Linked DNA regions of Sus scrofa: region 1 is linked to region 2. A link is a contact called in public promoter capture Hi-C data. All regions are on one chromosome and are shown on one strand. The core of a region is the stretch at or near the end of the contact, and the rest is flanking DNA. Distances in the headings are between cores, read along the strand shown. Region 1 holds the start of RPAP1 (RNA polymerase II-associated protein 1). Region 2 holds the start of PLA2G4E (cytosolic phospholipase A2 epsilon).

Evidence for each region. Promoter capture Hi-C pulls out the DNA fragments that hold promoters and counts their contacts.
Region 1: a promoter capture Hi-C map of skeletal muscle shows a contact between it and region 2, with 10 times the contacts expected there. The contact joins the promoter of RPAP1 here to the promoter of PLA2G4E in region 2. A contact is called at or near these places in 1 of 5 promoter capture datasets (skeletal muscle) and 1 of 47 Hi-C or Micro-C datasets (embryonic fibroblasts).

Annotation. Positions count from the first base shown.
Region 1 is chr1:129,833,458-129,840,748 of Sscrofa11.1, reverse strand. RPAP1 (RNA polymerase II-associated protein 1) reads right to left here and starts at 2,193. Exons shown (of 25, transcript XM_003121581.4): 1 at 2,097-2,193; 2 at 1,080-1,335; 3 at 647-795; 4 at 281-370. The coding sequence starts at 1,260.
Region 2 is chr1:129,283,315-129,291,199 of Sscrofa11.1, reverse strand. PLA2G4E (cytosolic phospholipase A2 epsilon) reads right to left here and starts at 2,473. Exons shown (of 20, transcript XR_002345386.1): 1 at 1,757-2,473; 2 at 1,104-1,327.

The DNA.
Region 1 (7,291 bases), core at 944-3,443, 550 kb before region 2:
CTTCCATAAGCCATAAGGAAGGAACCTTCCATCAGGTGAGGCTCTTAAAAAAAAAAGGAAAAATAAAAAAATAAAAAAAAAAAAAGAAGGAGATAATGATACCTGCTCTACATGGTTATTAGGATTAAATGAAGTAATGCATATAAAGTGCTTAATGTGGTGCTATTTTCACAATGGAATTGCTAACCATGATTAAGATAATCCTCCTGGGGAACTTCAAATGCACTATCATGGTGACATGACTGTGCTCTAAATACTATCTAAGATCACCTCTCCCTACCTGTCTCCCCTGTGAGCGATGGAATACGGGAGGGAAAGCAACACCACTGGGCACAGGCAGATTTACAGCCACTGAACTCGTATCTCGTTCCTGCAGCAACAAAGCACAAAACGGTGAAGATACAGATTTCCCCAGGGTGGACACTATCCCACTAGCCCCAGTTCCATATGACCAAAACCCCACTCTACGGAGTCATGAACTCACCATGCATCTCAGAACACAGTGATTCTAAACCAGCCCCTAATCTGAATGCAGAGAGATAAAGTCCCACCTTTCTGAATCACCCTCTACTCAATAAGGCTCACCACCCACACCCAACATCCCTGCTGCCCTAGGATGCCTCGCCCAAACCAGGATGAGACGCACAATAATCTTAGTCAAGACAGCAGTGATGTGCTGATCATGCCTGTTCAGCCTCTCTTCAGGGTCCTCGTGTTCAGGCAGGGGGCAGCCAAGGCTAGGCTTGGCTCTCTTTGGTGGAGCAGGAACCAAGGCTGGGGGCAAATCTGGGAGATCTGAGAAAGAAAAAACCCACATGTGAGGTTACTCATACCTTCTCAGGAAGAGATTGAGCACTAGTAGGAAGCCAAAGAAAGAAAGGCAGCTGTGGTGGGATCCTGGCTCAAGCTGTGTCACCTTGGGCAAGGTATTTAACCTCTTTGAGCCTCAGTTTCTTCATATGTAAAATGGGGCTGTAGCAACAGAGGTTACGTGGTTCTGAAATAATGCTGGGGAATCCATCCACATCAATAAGAGGGAGAAAACCCTTCTTTTCAACTTCATACCCACAGCCACTCACTGTCCAGCATCACCACATCCCGACGATCCTGCAGAGGAGGCTGGTCTGGGTTAGCATCGCCACCTTTCCTACTTCCTTTCTTCACCAGCTGTACTGCTGGGGTTGCACCAGCTGCAAGGAACTGACTCTGGAAGCGCAGCAAGTCCACCTCGGACTCCCCTGGCTTTGGTCTCGACAGCATCTTGGCACACCAGCTGCCTTCCTAGTGTGACTTTCCAGCACTGCTTCAGTGTAGGGGACTCACTCTCATTCACCCCTAAAAGCAATAAAGATGATGAGCCCTCTACCAGTGAGCCGAGCATCAGAGAAGGTTCTTTCTCCCTGAGTTCACATCAACTCATTTCTCCTCATTCATAACTTATCGCCATTCCCTCCTTACTTAGCCCTCTCTGATGCAGCTCAACAACAATATTTACTGCCGATTTAGGTTGTTTACAATCTGTGGATGATAAAAACTCCCATGAACAACCATAAGGGACCTAAGGAAAATGCCATCAGGAACCAGGCATATAAACGTGTCAAATCAAGGAGTGGTGATTTGGTGTCAAACTGGTGGGAACATACCTGGCCTAAGAGTATTCAAATTATTTAAAACCTTGGGCTATAAAAGATCGATATATATTAAGAAAAAAAAAACATGTGTATTGCTATATACTAGCAAAGAACAATCAGAAAACGAAACTAAGAGAACAATTCTATTTATTATAGCATTAAAAAGAATAAATTTCGCCAAAGTAGTTCAAGACTTTTTTCTGCAGGCTTCCACAACCGCCCCTAGGGCTCTACGGTCGCCGGAGCTCCTGGACCACCCGCATCAGCAAAGAGAAATCACCGAGTTTCAGCCTATGCCGCCAGAGAATGGGGGGCCATGGCTGGGATCTCCGCATCGACATGACCGCGGCCGCTCCTGGCCGGACCAAAGATAATGGGGACGGCTACGACAAAGAACTACATACCGTGTACCAGCCCCTTTCACCGAGATATCCTAAGGTCCTTCCCTCCAGCCAAGCCACTTACTTGATCTAGGACGTTCTGGGCGCTGCCATTTTGCCCCGCTGGGGCCGGGCTTCCGCCGCCTTCATTTCGAACTTCCGCTCCGCAACCCGGCCCCTCCTCTCCATGGCCTGGCCCCGCCCACTCTTGGGAAAAGGTTGCCCTTGCGGTGTTTTGGACGCTTGAACGCGAATATATTCCGCTTGCCGCGGTCTACCTCACTTCGTGAGCTCCAGGCAGACACTCGTAACATTCACTCTTCAGATGCATAGCCAGCACAAGCCTTTCTACACTCACAACACCCTTGACAGAGGCAAAGGGTTCCTCAGGCATCCTGCATTCACCAGCTTGGGTAACTGCATCCACCACTCCAGCACCCAAGCTCAGGGCCAGCACTTAGAAACCTGCATACACACGTGTGGCCTCCCCAGTGTGATTATGGGCGAGCAAGAAGCTAACCAGGAAAAAGGGAAGACAAAGCGCAAGAAACACTGCCTGAATGGTGATGAGAAGAGAGGCTAGAACAGCCTCACTGACTGCCAGGTGATTCTCTTCAGGGACATCCTGACTTTGCTCCTGCCAGTATCTCTACTTAGAAATCCTCCTTCAGAGTTCTTGTGGCTCAGCAGAAGTGAACCCAACAGGTATCCGTGAGGCTGCAGGTTCGATCCCTAGCCTCGCTCAGTGGGTTAAGGATCTGGTATGGCTGCAAGCTGCGGTGTAGGTCAGGGTTGCATTGCGGTTCAGATCTGCTGTGGCTGTGGCTGTGGCTTGGTCTGGCAGCTGTAGTTGCCTGGGAACTCCCATATCCCGCAGGTGGAGCCAGAAAAGAAAAGAAATCCTCCCTCTTTTTTCCTCCACCCCACCCCAAAGTCTTTTTCTTCCTTTAAGACCTAGTTGGAATCAACTATAAACTTTTACCAACTGGGCCTCTGCACTGAATTTTCCTGGAATCTTCCATCTCTACTACTTGTGTGCCATGTTGGGAACATACTGCTGACTATCACCTACCACTGGTTACCTCTTCACAAGCATGTGCCCTGTTCCCTGGTCTAGACTGTGGGTTCCTTGGGAGAAGTGGGCCTTCTGTTTTGCACCGATAATGCTCAGCACCCAGCATATTGCCATGCACACAGGACTTTAGTAAATTATTGCTTGGTTGAAGGCCATCTCGGGGAAGTCAATGTTAGTCCAGGAGTTCTCAAACTTTAGCAGGCCTCAGAAGCACCTGGAGGGCTTGTTGAACCAGATTCTGGGCCTCACCCGAGTTTCTGAATTGATAGGTCTTTGACAGAACCCAAGAATTTGCATTTCTAACAACTTTCCAAATAGTTTACAGAATCCTTCTTTAGGTTTCTTGGTTTCAGCTGCAGCAGTAAATTTCAGCTACTAGGATTTAGCCAACCTTGGGGTCCAAATGGTACTGGCTGGTCAGAAGTTACAGTGAATAGGGAGGAAAATTGGAGCCAAAAATGCAGGAAGAATGAAAGTATAAAATCATTATTTGCAACCACTAAAGAAATAATCTTTCCAGGCAATGATAATCAATGACTGATAAAACCATTAGGTAAAAGGTCGAGGAGGACTTTATAAGGATGGATCAGGTGGCCATTTTTTTTTTTTTCTTTTTAGGCGTGCACCTGTGGGATATGGAAGTTCCCAGGCTAGGGGTTGAATCAGAGCTGTAATTGCCCGCCACAGCAACAGGTGATCCAAGCCATGTCTGCAACCTACATTACAGCTCACGACAACACTGGATCACTGACCCACTGAGCAAGGCCAGGAATTGAGCCTGCATTCTCATGGATACTAGTCGGAATTGTTTCTGCTGTACCACAATGGGAACTCCCAGGTGGCCAATTTTTTAACTTACTGATGAATCTTTTTTCTTTTAAATTTTATTGAGGTATAGTTGATTTATAGTTTTTTTTATTCCCCAGACACACTTGCGGCATATGGAAGTTCCATATGCCTCGGGTGCCTCCACAGAGACAAGGCAGATCATTAGCCCACTGTGCCAAAGCGGGAACTCCTACAGTGTTATGTTAATTTCTGCTGTATAGCAAAGTGATTCATTTATACATATATAGATTCTTTTTCGTATTCTTTTCCATTATGGCTTATCACGGAGTATTGAATATAGTTCCCTATGCCATACTGTAGGACCCTGTTGTTTATCCATCCTATATATAATAGTTTGTATCTACTAATCCCAAACTCCCAATCCCTCCCTCCTCACGGCTCCCTCCCTCCTCATGGCCCCTTCCCCCTTGGCAGCCACAAGTCTCTTCTCTATGAGTCTGTTTCTCTTCTGTAAATAGGTTCATCTGTGCCATATTTTACATTACACATATAAGTGATACATGGTATTTTTCTCTTTCTGACTTACTTAGTGTGATAATCTCTAGGTCTATCCATGTTGCTTCAAAAGGAATTATTTCATTCTTTTTTATTTTATTTATTTATTTATTTATTTATTTATTTATTTATTTATTTATTTTTTGCCTTTTCTAGGGCTGCTCCTGTGGAATATGGAGGTTCCCAGACTAGGGGTCTAATCAGAGCTGTAGCTGCTGGCCTACGCCACAGCCACAGCAATGCAGGATCCAAGCCGAGTCTGCAACGTACACCACACAGCTCACAGCAACGCCAGATCCTCAACCCACTGAGCAAGGCCAGGGATTGAACCCGAAACCTTATGGTTCCTAGTCAGATTCGTTAACCACTGAGCCACGATGGGAACTCCATATTTCATTCTTTTTTATAGCTGAATAGTATTCCATTGCATGTATGTGCCACATCTTCTTTATTCATTCATCTGTCCACAGACCTTTAGGCTGTTTTCCATGTCTGTTTACTATTGTAGATAGTGCTCCTTTGAATATTGTTGTTCATGTATCTTTCTTAAGAAATTTTTTATTAAAGTATAGTTGATTTATACATCTTTTTCTTTTTTTTTTTTTTTACGGCTGCACCATGGCATATGGAAGTTCCCAGGCTAGGAGTCAAATCAGCTGCAGCTGCTGCCCTAAGCCTCAATTACAGCAACGCCAGATCCTTAACCTGTGGAGCAGGGCCAGGGATCGAACCCAAACCCTCCTGGATACTAGTCTGGTTTGTTACCACTGAGCCACAACAGGAACTCCTATATATCTTTTTGAGTTGGGGTTTTGTCTAGATTATTTGCCCAAGTGGGATGCAGGATCATTTGGCAACTCTTTTTTTAGTTTTTTGCGGAACTTCCATACTGTTTTCCATAGTGGCTGCACCAACTTACATTCCCACCAACAGTGTAGGAAGGTTCTCTTTTTTCTACACCCACTCCAGCATTTGCTATTTGTAGTTTTTTAAGTTATGGGCATTGTGCTCAGTGTGAGTTGATACCTCATGGTAGTTTTAATTTGTTTTTCTTTATTTTTATTTTTGTTTTTCTATTTTTATTTTTTATTTGTCTTTTTGCCTTTTCTAAGGCCGCTTCTATGGCATATGGAGGTTCCCAGGCTAGGGGTCCAATTGGAGCTGTAGCCCCCAGCCTACGCCAGAGCCACAGCAACTTGGGATCCGAGCCGCGTCTGCAACCTACGCCACAGCTCACGGCAATGCCGGATCCTTAACCCACTGAGCGAGGCCAGGGATCGAACCCACAACCTCATGGTTCCTAGTCGGATTCGTTAACCACTGTGCCATGACGGGAACTCCTGATTTGTGTTTTTCTAATAATTAGCAACGCTGAGCATCTTTTCATGTGCCTATTGGTCATCTGTATATCTTTGGAGAAATGTCTGTTTAGGTCTTCTGCCCACTTTTCAGTCGGGCTGTTTATTTTTCTTTTTCGGTCACTTCTGTAGCATATGGAAGTTCCCAGGCCAGGGATCGAATCTAAGTCACAGCTGCAGCAATGCCTGATCCTTATCCCACTAAGCCAGGCCGGGGATGGAACTTGCACCTCTGCAGCAGTGGAGAGGTGCAAATTAAGGATCCAGCTGCTGTGGCTCAGCTCGCTGCAGTTGGATCCTTAATTCACTGTGCCAGAGGGAACTCCCAAAATAGTTTGGCAGATCAGCAGGTTAAGGATCCAGTGTTGTCACTACTGTGGCTCTGGTTACTGCTGTAGCCGAGGTTTGATTCCTGGCCCAGGAACTGTCACATTCTGTGAGTGCCACGCACCACCCTCCCCCCAAAAAAGGAAAAAAAATAAACCAGGATTTGGGTGTTTGGTATGCTCCTTACTACTGGGGTGTCTTGCTTTTCGGCCCCTCTCAGCTGACAAAGGAAATATAGGTGTTTACTGTTATCTGTACACATGTCTATAAATATTTCTATATGTGACCATCTGGATATATATATGGATGAGCTTTTTTAAGTCTGTTACAGATACACAGTGTAATATTTGCAGCTGAAATTAATTATATGACTAAGATTTGCTTTCAAAAACTCTAGCAAAAGAACAAAAAAAATGGGATAATAAAACACATTTGGCTAAGATAATCACTGAAGCAGAGTGATGGGTACATTGGGGATTCATTATGCTATTCTCTCTTCTTGTGTGTACGTTTAAAGTATTCCATAATAAAAAAAAGTGGGTTTTTTTTTTTAATAAAGCCATAAAAGCCTCAGTTGCCATGTTGCTATTAAAGCAGGTCCAGTGCCAGGGCCAGCTCATCAGGATGGGGCTGAAGAACGGGTGCTGTGGAACTTAAGGAAAAATAGTTGACATAAAACAAGACACAGAGACATTTATCTTAAGTAAAGGTGGGAGCCGGGGGACTCAAGGTCTCAGGGACCAAGAGAGCCAAGGACTCAAGAATCCACACTGCTTTTATTGTGCTCTTTAGATGAGATCAAGTGAGGAGTGGCTATGGGTGGAGGATACAGGGTTTGTTTACTATTATATAAGTTCTTTTACTATTTAAAGGCCACTTAGGTGGGAAAGGGTTAAGCTCTTACTCTGACCTCTAGGCACATAACAGTACTTAAACTTAAGTCACTTATGCCTTTAAGTCTTTGCTCTTAAGCTTAAGTCATTTACCAGTACTGCAACTGTTTTTCAAAGCAGGAAGATGGGATAAAGTAAGACAAGAAGATGGGATAAAGTAAAGAAGGACAAGATGGAGTTTTCAAGGAAACATGTCTTGCGACAGTCCAGGAGTTCCTGTCATGGCTCAGTGGTTAACGAATCCGACTAGGAACCATGAGGTTGCAGGTTCAATCCCTGGCCT
Region 2 (7,885 bases), core at 1,224-3,723:
GAGGAGTCACCAGCAGGGACCCTGGTGCCTCCATGGGGTGGTCAGGGGGAGGAGCTGTGTGCTCAGGAGGACTGGCCATCCCCCCAGCATCCTCAGCTGCCTCAGGTGGTGGACACTGGGTTGACAGCTGTAGCTATGAAGTGGGACCTACCGGGGCCAGGCAAGGTGACTCTATGGTCAAGGCCCATGATAGACCTACCAAGACAGGGTCCAGACAGAGGGTGAGGCAGAGACAGAGGGGTCCGCAGGAGGTGAAGAGACCATGACTCAAGGGCTCCCTGTGAGCAAGGCCTACAGAGGGAAGCGAGCCTCACTGCATGCAGAGCTCAGTCTGGCACTGCCACTGAGAACAGAATGGCCAAAGGGGTACGAGAACACTGCCCCCTCCCCATTGCTAGGACATATAGGAAGCTCACACATCCTCCTGGAGGAGAAGCAGGGGGTGAGGGGGAGACAGATCTAGACCCACTGATGATGACCTAAAAACACTCTTCAATGTCTGTAGTCTATTCAAAGAAGCAGGTGGAACCGACTTATTCAAGGTTTTCTTGCCACAGTCGGGGAGGTGAGGTAGGGGGTGGTCTTCGAGGAAGCCCTTTCCCTCCAACTCCCTCTGAGCTGCATGTGGCTACAGTTATGACCCTGCCCTGCCACTGTGCTGGATGGCACAGGCTAGGCATCTATTATTTGCCAGGTTGTCTTCTAAGTCCCTCACCTATAGGACCTCAACCCCTCTTGTCAGTATCATATCAATAGAAACAGCCTCTGTCTCAGGTCTCTCACTGACCTTAACCTCTCAGAACCTCAGTTTCCTCATCAAATGGAGACACTGATCCCTCCCTAGCATAGAGTGTACGCAGGACAAAGTCATCACAGTCATAGTTAATATCTCTTTGGACACAGAGACAGGAAAGGACAGGTAGGTGATGGGGTGGGGCTGAAGGGACTCAACTGGAAAGAAAGAAACAAAGCTACAATGCCTTCACTCTCCAGCAACAACACAAGGTGATCTTTTTCAGAGTCAGGAAAGCAGAGGGGGCTGTGGGGGGAGGTGCAGAAAACTTAAGGGGCCGGGAGCCCTCTCCCCAGGAACACCGACATACCTGAGAGCCCCCGGGGGCCATGGTTTCCTGTACCTGTGTCTGCTCCAGCTCACTGCCTTCTTCATCTCCTTGCAGGCTCGGTAAGACAAACACATCAGTTCCCAGGCCAGGCTGGCCTTCTGAGGCCTGGAGTGTCATTCCAGCCACGTCTCTCTCTCTGAGGTTCCGAACAGGCCGTGTGGAGCTGGGGCTGGTCTTTAACAGCGAGGCAAACAGCAAACATCCTTGGGAAATTTCAAGGGAATTTTGCAAGAAAAAAAGCGCCAGCAATGTTATCGGATTCCTCCTGCAGACAAATGAGCCTGATGAATTATTAAGGAGGTGAAGGAAGACAGGACTTGGTTAAGGGAGCCCCACATCGCTGTGACTATTTCAAAGGATCAGGCTGATTTGGGGGGAGGGGACGTTCACAGCGGCATCCGCGCACCAATCAGCCACAGTAATCGGGAAGCTAGAATTACGCTCTCATGGGGCAGCGCTTCTCGGGGGAGGCCTGCGTTTGTGAGTTGGGATCCAGGCTGAGAGAGAGCTCCCCACTGCTCAGGGCTATTTTTAAAAGTGTGACACGCCATACGCCAGTGGGGAGGGGCGGGGGAGCCAGGGCCGAGGGCGAGGGGCTGAGGCGGTCCAGACCCTGATATCAGGAGACTCACCGGCTCTGGAGGATGCAGCCATTCACGACTCTTGACTGACATCCGCACATCTCTCTTTTGAGCCCTGCAAAGAAATCCTTAACCTGGTGTTCAGCGCTAAGGATGCCTTGGGCCAGAAGGAAATTTAATGATTTCGTTTTCAGCCCTTTCTTTGGTTTGATTGACGCCACCTGGCAGCTTAAAGAAACCCCATCATAGCTCCATAGTAAAAACAAAAATACAAAAAAATTTAAAAAAACCAAACCAAAACAAACAAACTCTCTTTGTGTTTACAAGTATTTTTAAAATATACATCCAAACGGTGCATCTTCCTGTCTTTCCAGGCTCTGAGTGATCCAGCATCCTCTAGAATCAGGGATACCCTACTATTCCCCTATTTAAACACTTTTCTGGAGTTCTCTGGTGTCCCAGTGGGTTTAGGATCCAGCATTGTCACTGCTACAGCATGGGTTCGATCCCTGGCCCAGGAACTTCTGAATGCTGAGGGCACAGCCAAAAAAACCAACAAAACAAAAGACTCTTTTCTGAGGCTGTGCCTTTCCACTGGGGACTCTCTCTGGCCTAAACAGCCCTATCAGAAATCAAGCAGCAGCCAGACCCCCAGACTGACTGACCAGTCATGTGTTTGCGGGGTGGTGGGGTGGTGTTCCTAAATTGCCATTTTTCTGTTTGGGCTGAAAGGTAGTAGAATTCACACCCTCCACCCCCAAATATACCACTTGGCTTTAAGGATTGTTTGGGACTGAAAGCAATTAAGGAGCAGATGCAAGAATCACTCTCTGCTCTCCCCCTGTTTGACTACAAGCAGCATGTGTGTTTCCTCCCCTCTCCATCTATAAGGACAGAACTTAATAAGCAACAATTTCTGACCTTTATCAGCCTAGAGAAGCACCAGAGCTGGGGCAGTAAATTATGGAAAAGTATGTAACTAGGAAGATAAAGGTCAGTTTAACCAGGTCAGCTTATGCCTTGACTCCCCATCTTTGGTGATAAGAATGTTTCTTTCCTTCAGGATAAGGAGAACATCTTCCACTCAGGAATTCTAATCTCTAGTCTTTAGGAAGGAAAAAAAGTTCTGCTCTTTTTTTAAGAGCCTTTAATTCAAAATAATCAATATGCAGAGCAGCGTATTTGAGGGCGAATCTGTTTCCTTTCGTAGCCACTATTTCTCTCTCTCTTTCTTTCTTCCTTCCTCCCTCCCTTTTCTTCTCTCTTTCTTTCTTTCTTTCTTTTTTTTTTTTTTGGTTCATTAGGGCCGCACCCACGGTATATGGGGGTTCCCAGGCTAGGGGTTGAATCAGAGCTGTAGCTGCCAGCCTATACCACAGCCACAGCAACACAGGATCCAAGCCACATCTGTGACCTATACCACAGCTCATGCAACGCTGGATCTTTAACCTACTGAGTGAGGCCAGGGGTTGAACCCACATCCTCATGGATGCTAGTCATGTTCATAACCCACTGAGCCACAATAGGAACTTCTGGCCACTATTTCTTAACAAGTCTAATTTCTGACAGGTCATTTTTTTTTTTTTTTATATCCTCAAGATATGCTTCTTTAAAAGATGCCATGTGAAATTTTAGTTATTCCTGGTTTTATTTTGTATCAGTTAGTCCTAAAAGTAATGCTTATTGGAAAGTGGATAAAAGACTGATTTTTAAAAATCTAATTATACTATTTTTTCCAGTTTTATTGCAATAGACTCGACAAATAGCTGTGTGTAAGTTTAAAGTATGTTGCTGTTCTTTTTTATTGCAAAAAGCATCAATAAAGAAAAGGCATTTTCCATGGTATGATTAAAATGGCATGATGCTTTGCTAGATGAAAATAATCATTTAGAATGTGGGAAGTCCTACAAGTGATAAAAACAGGCATCCTTAATTTCTGGGAGCAGGTTCTGTAAGGAAGAAAGCTTTCCAACAGGAAATTCCCCTTAAAACATGATGGAAGACAATATGAGAAAAAGAATGTAGGGAGTTCCAGTTGTGGCTTAGCAGTTAAGAACCCAACTTGTGTCCAAGAGGATTCAGGTTCAATCTCTGGCCTTGCTCGGGGGGTTAAGGATCTGGCATTGCCATGAGCTACAGTGTAGGTCACAGACGAGGCTCGGATCTGGCGTTGCTGCGGCTGTGGCATAGGCAGGCAGCTACAGCTCTGATCAATCCCTAACCTGGGAATTTCTGCATGCCTCTGGTGTGGCCTAAAAAGCAAAAGGAAAGAAAAAGAGAGTGTGTGTATATATGTATGCATGACTGGGTCACTATGCTGTACAGCAGAAATTGATACAACACTATAAATCAACCATACTCTAATTAAAAATAAATAAATTTTAAGAAGAGAAAGCCCCCTTAAGGGAGAAAACCATGAAGAGAAAGGGGTTGTCAAGTAGACCAAACATACCAAGCCATTCCATAATAATTTTCCCATTGGTGTTTATGTTACATTACATTCTGGAACTGGCTCCTTGCACAGTGAACTAGTGAGTCATATAGGGCAACACTGTGTCTTGAGATTTGGGGAGCTAAGGATTTATTTAATAGGTTTTAAGCTATTAGATTTTATCGCTTAAAAGTAAGCTAAGGATTTACTTAAAATTTTCCGTGCACCTGCAGGCCTCCAATTTTAGGGAACAAAAAAGAAAATGTTTGCCAACACAAACAGAATATGCAGAAAAAAATACATGTTGTTTAAATGAGCATTGGCTGTGGTCTCATTGTTGGGAACACTGTCTTTTCTCAAATATCTGTATCCAGTAGGAAGGACGAATCTAACAGAGTATAGCTGGGGGAAGTTATTGGGAAAAATCACATTGTTCCATATTTACTCCAGGAGCTTCTTCCGTCTGTAAAGGGCTCAGAGTCTAGCAGCACCTGGCAAGCCCCCAAGGCACAGTGGCTGTCGCCTGTCAGTTGTCGGTAGGCTCTCCAGAAGGCGCTTTGGTTTCAGGCAACAAAAACCCACTTCATTTTATTTGAAAAAAAAAAAAAAAGTGAGATGGGGCTTTATCGGAAGGAGCTGATTACAGCCAAGGAGACTAGGAGGTAATAATCAATTAGAGTATCTCCTTATAGGTCCAGGAACAAAGTATCAGGTGACATCAGGAGGCACAAAAGGCAAGGCACCTGTCCTGTGGTCCTGGATCCCCCACCGGACCCCCATCTCATCCCCCCCACCCACCCTGTGCACGTGGAGCAAGCCCGCTAATGAGCCAGTGGGGCTCATGGGCGGCAAGGGGTTTCCACAGCTCCAGAGCAAACTACTGGCAAGTTATCCAAACTTTCCGAGCCTTGGTTTCTTCATTTATAAGACAAGGACCAAGACGATGATGATGATGATGAGGGGCCTCATACAAGTGTGAGACTTAACACCTGCCTGAGAGTGGGCTGCCGTCAACGTTAATCCCTCTCCTGCCCAATACCATTACAGAAAGTGTGACTTCAGTAACCCAGCTTAATACCAGAACTGATTCATATGAATATTATAGACCTGTTGGCACCCTAAAGTGATCTCAGTATTACATGGCTCTTTTTTATTTATTTTTGGCTGCAGCATGCAGTGACTTGATGTGGGATCTCAGTTTCCAGACCAGGCATTGCACCTGGGCCAAGTCCTAACCACCAGACCACCAGAAACTCCCAAGAGCGATATTTTTGGCAAAAAAAAAAAAAAAAAAAAAAGATTATTGCCTTTTTTGGTCTTATCCCATGAATTGAAGGGCAGACATTTCCCTAACTTTCCTTCAAGAACGAGCTTTACGAGTGGTACACTTAGCACCCCCACCCTCACTCCTGTCCCGTCCCCCCTCCCCACGTAAGAATTCTTCATCGCAGAGCAGGAAATGGGACAGGGCTTGGCTTGAGTTAAAAGTTCCCTCAGTCCTGCAGCCAGAATGCAGACATAGGGAAAGGAAGATAGCTCAGGGCAAGCACAGGGCTGAAGCTGCAGTGCAGAAACTTTTTGGACCCTGCCACCCTGGCACACCAGGCCTTGGGGACAATGGCTGTGGGCTGGTGCAAGCATCATGCACTGAGGAACCCAGGGGGTTCTGAGCCAGGGAAATGGTGAGCAATGCCCCAAGGGAGACGAGCCTGTGGTGTGTGCCCTGCAAAGCCCTCTCAGCTTCATTCTCCGAGAGAGGCATGCAAGGGCAAACAAGGCAGCAGATTTAGGGGGGTTCCCCAGTCAGCCTACCCAGTTTGTCCAGCAGTGGGCCAAGAGAACAAGCCCAGAGTAGCTGGAGCACCTGCAGTTCGTCATCAGAGCTACAGGGCAAGAGGGGGGGATAGTGGCAGGTGCTAGCAGGGCCTGTGCTTCAACAGTGACATCATGTGGCACTGACTACACATAAAATAAACAACAAGGACCTACTGTATAGCACAGGGAACTATATTCAATGTCTTGTGACAACCTATGATGGAAAAGAATCTGAAAAGGAGTGTGTGTATATATATATATTAAATTTCTTTGCTGTACACTTGAAACTTTCAACACATTGTAAATCAGCTATACTTCCATTAAAAAAAAAATAGCGGAAACAATCCAAATGTCCATCGACAGATGATTGGATTCGGAAGATGTGGTATATATACACAATGGAATACTACTCAGCCATAAAAAAGGATGACATAATGCCATTTGCAGCAACATGGATGGAACTAGAGAATCTCATACTGAGTGAAATGAGCCAGAAAGACAAAGACAAATACCATATGATATCACTTATAACTGGAATCTAATATCCAGCACAAATGAACATCTCCTCAGAAAAGAAAATCATGGACTTGGAGAAGAGACTTGTGGTTGCCTGATGGGAGGGGGAGGGAGTGGGAGGGATCGGGAGCTTGGGCTTATCAGACACAACCTAGAATAGATTTATAAGGAGATCCTGCTGAATAGCATTGAGAACTATGTCTAGATACTCATGTCGCAACAGAAGAAAGGGTGGGGGAAAAAACTGTAACTGCAATGTATACATCTAAGGATGACCTGACCCCCTTGCTGTACAGTGGGAAAATAATAAAAAAAAAAAAAAAGAAAAAAAGAAAGAAAGAAACTTAAAAAAAAAAAAATAGCTCAAGAACTTGGCTGAAAGCAGGCTGTCCAGTTTCTTCTCCCCAGGACGTTAACGGCCAGGACCCTCTTCTTTGAAATAGAAAACATTCCTGGGTATTCTGTGGTCATCACTGATGGGAGAAATCCAGGAAGGAAAGACATTTTTTCTTTCTTTTTACCGCCACACCCACAGCGTATGGAAGTTCCCAGGCTAAGAGTCCAATTGGAGCTACAGCTGCTAGCCTACACCACAGCTACAGTGACACCAGATTTGAACAGGTCTACAACCTACACCGCAGCTTGTGGCAACACTGAATCCTTAACCCACTGAGTGAAGCCAGGGATCGAACTTGCATCCTCACAGAGATGACATCAGGTCCTTAACCCACTGAGCCACAATGGGAACTCCAGGAAAGACCTATTTCTGAGCTTGATTAGTTGGAGGCTCAAAGTCAATTAGATCAATAATTTAAAGGATTTAATCTCATTTTGAACCCCCAGCTAGAGGAGTGGTTGCACATTATTACTGTGGGGCCTAGTCATCAGCCCTGGTTTAGACAAAAACCAGCAACAACTTATGAAACCTTCTGACATCCAGAGGAACCCTCATCCCCTTCTCGGAGGAGAGGAACTCAAGGTGCTCACAGTTTCTCCGGGATTGGGTCCTCTTCCTCTTCCTGCTGCCTACCTCGGTGGGTGGCCCTGCCATCCACCCCATTGCTCAACTGATTAGTCAGAACTCCTTCAGTTGTAGGTACCAGGAATGAGCTTAGGCATCAACAGCAAAGTCTTGCCTCATCCATCTGGGAAAGATGCTGGACTGACTCACAAAATTGAGAAATGAATTACCTGGGAAGTGGACGAAGGAGAAAATCTGGGATTTGAAGCAGCAGGACATGTTCCCTGTCCTGCTTCCTCCTCCTCTTCCTCTGCTTCATTTGGCCCTGACATCAATCTCTCCTAATAGAGACTTCCCCCCTCCGCCTGCAGGGGATATAGCCATTAGCACCCCAAGCTTCGCAAGCCCCACATCATGGGAGGGGTCTTCTCACCAGGCGTCTTTATCCTATGGAAGG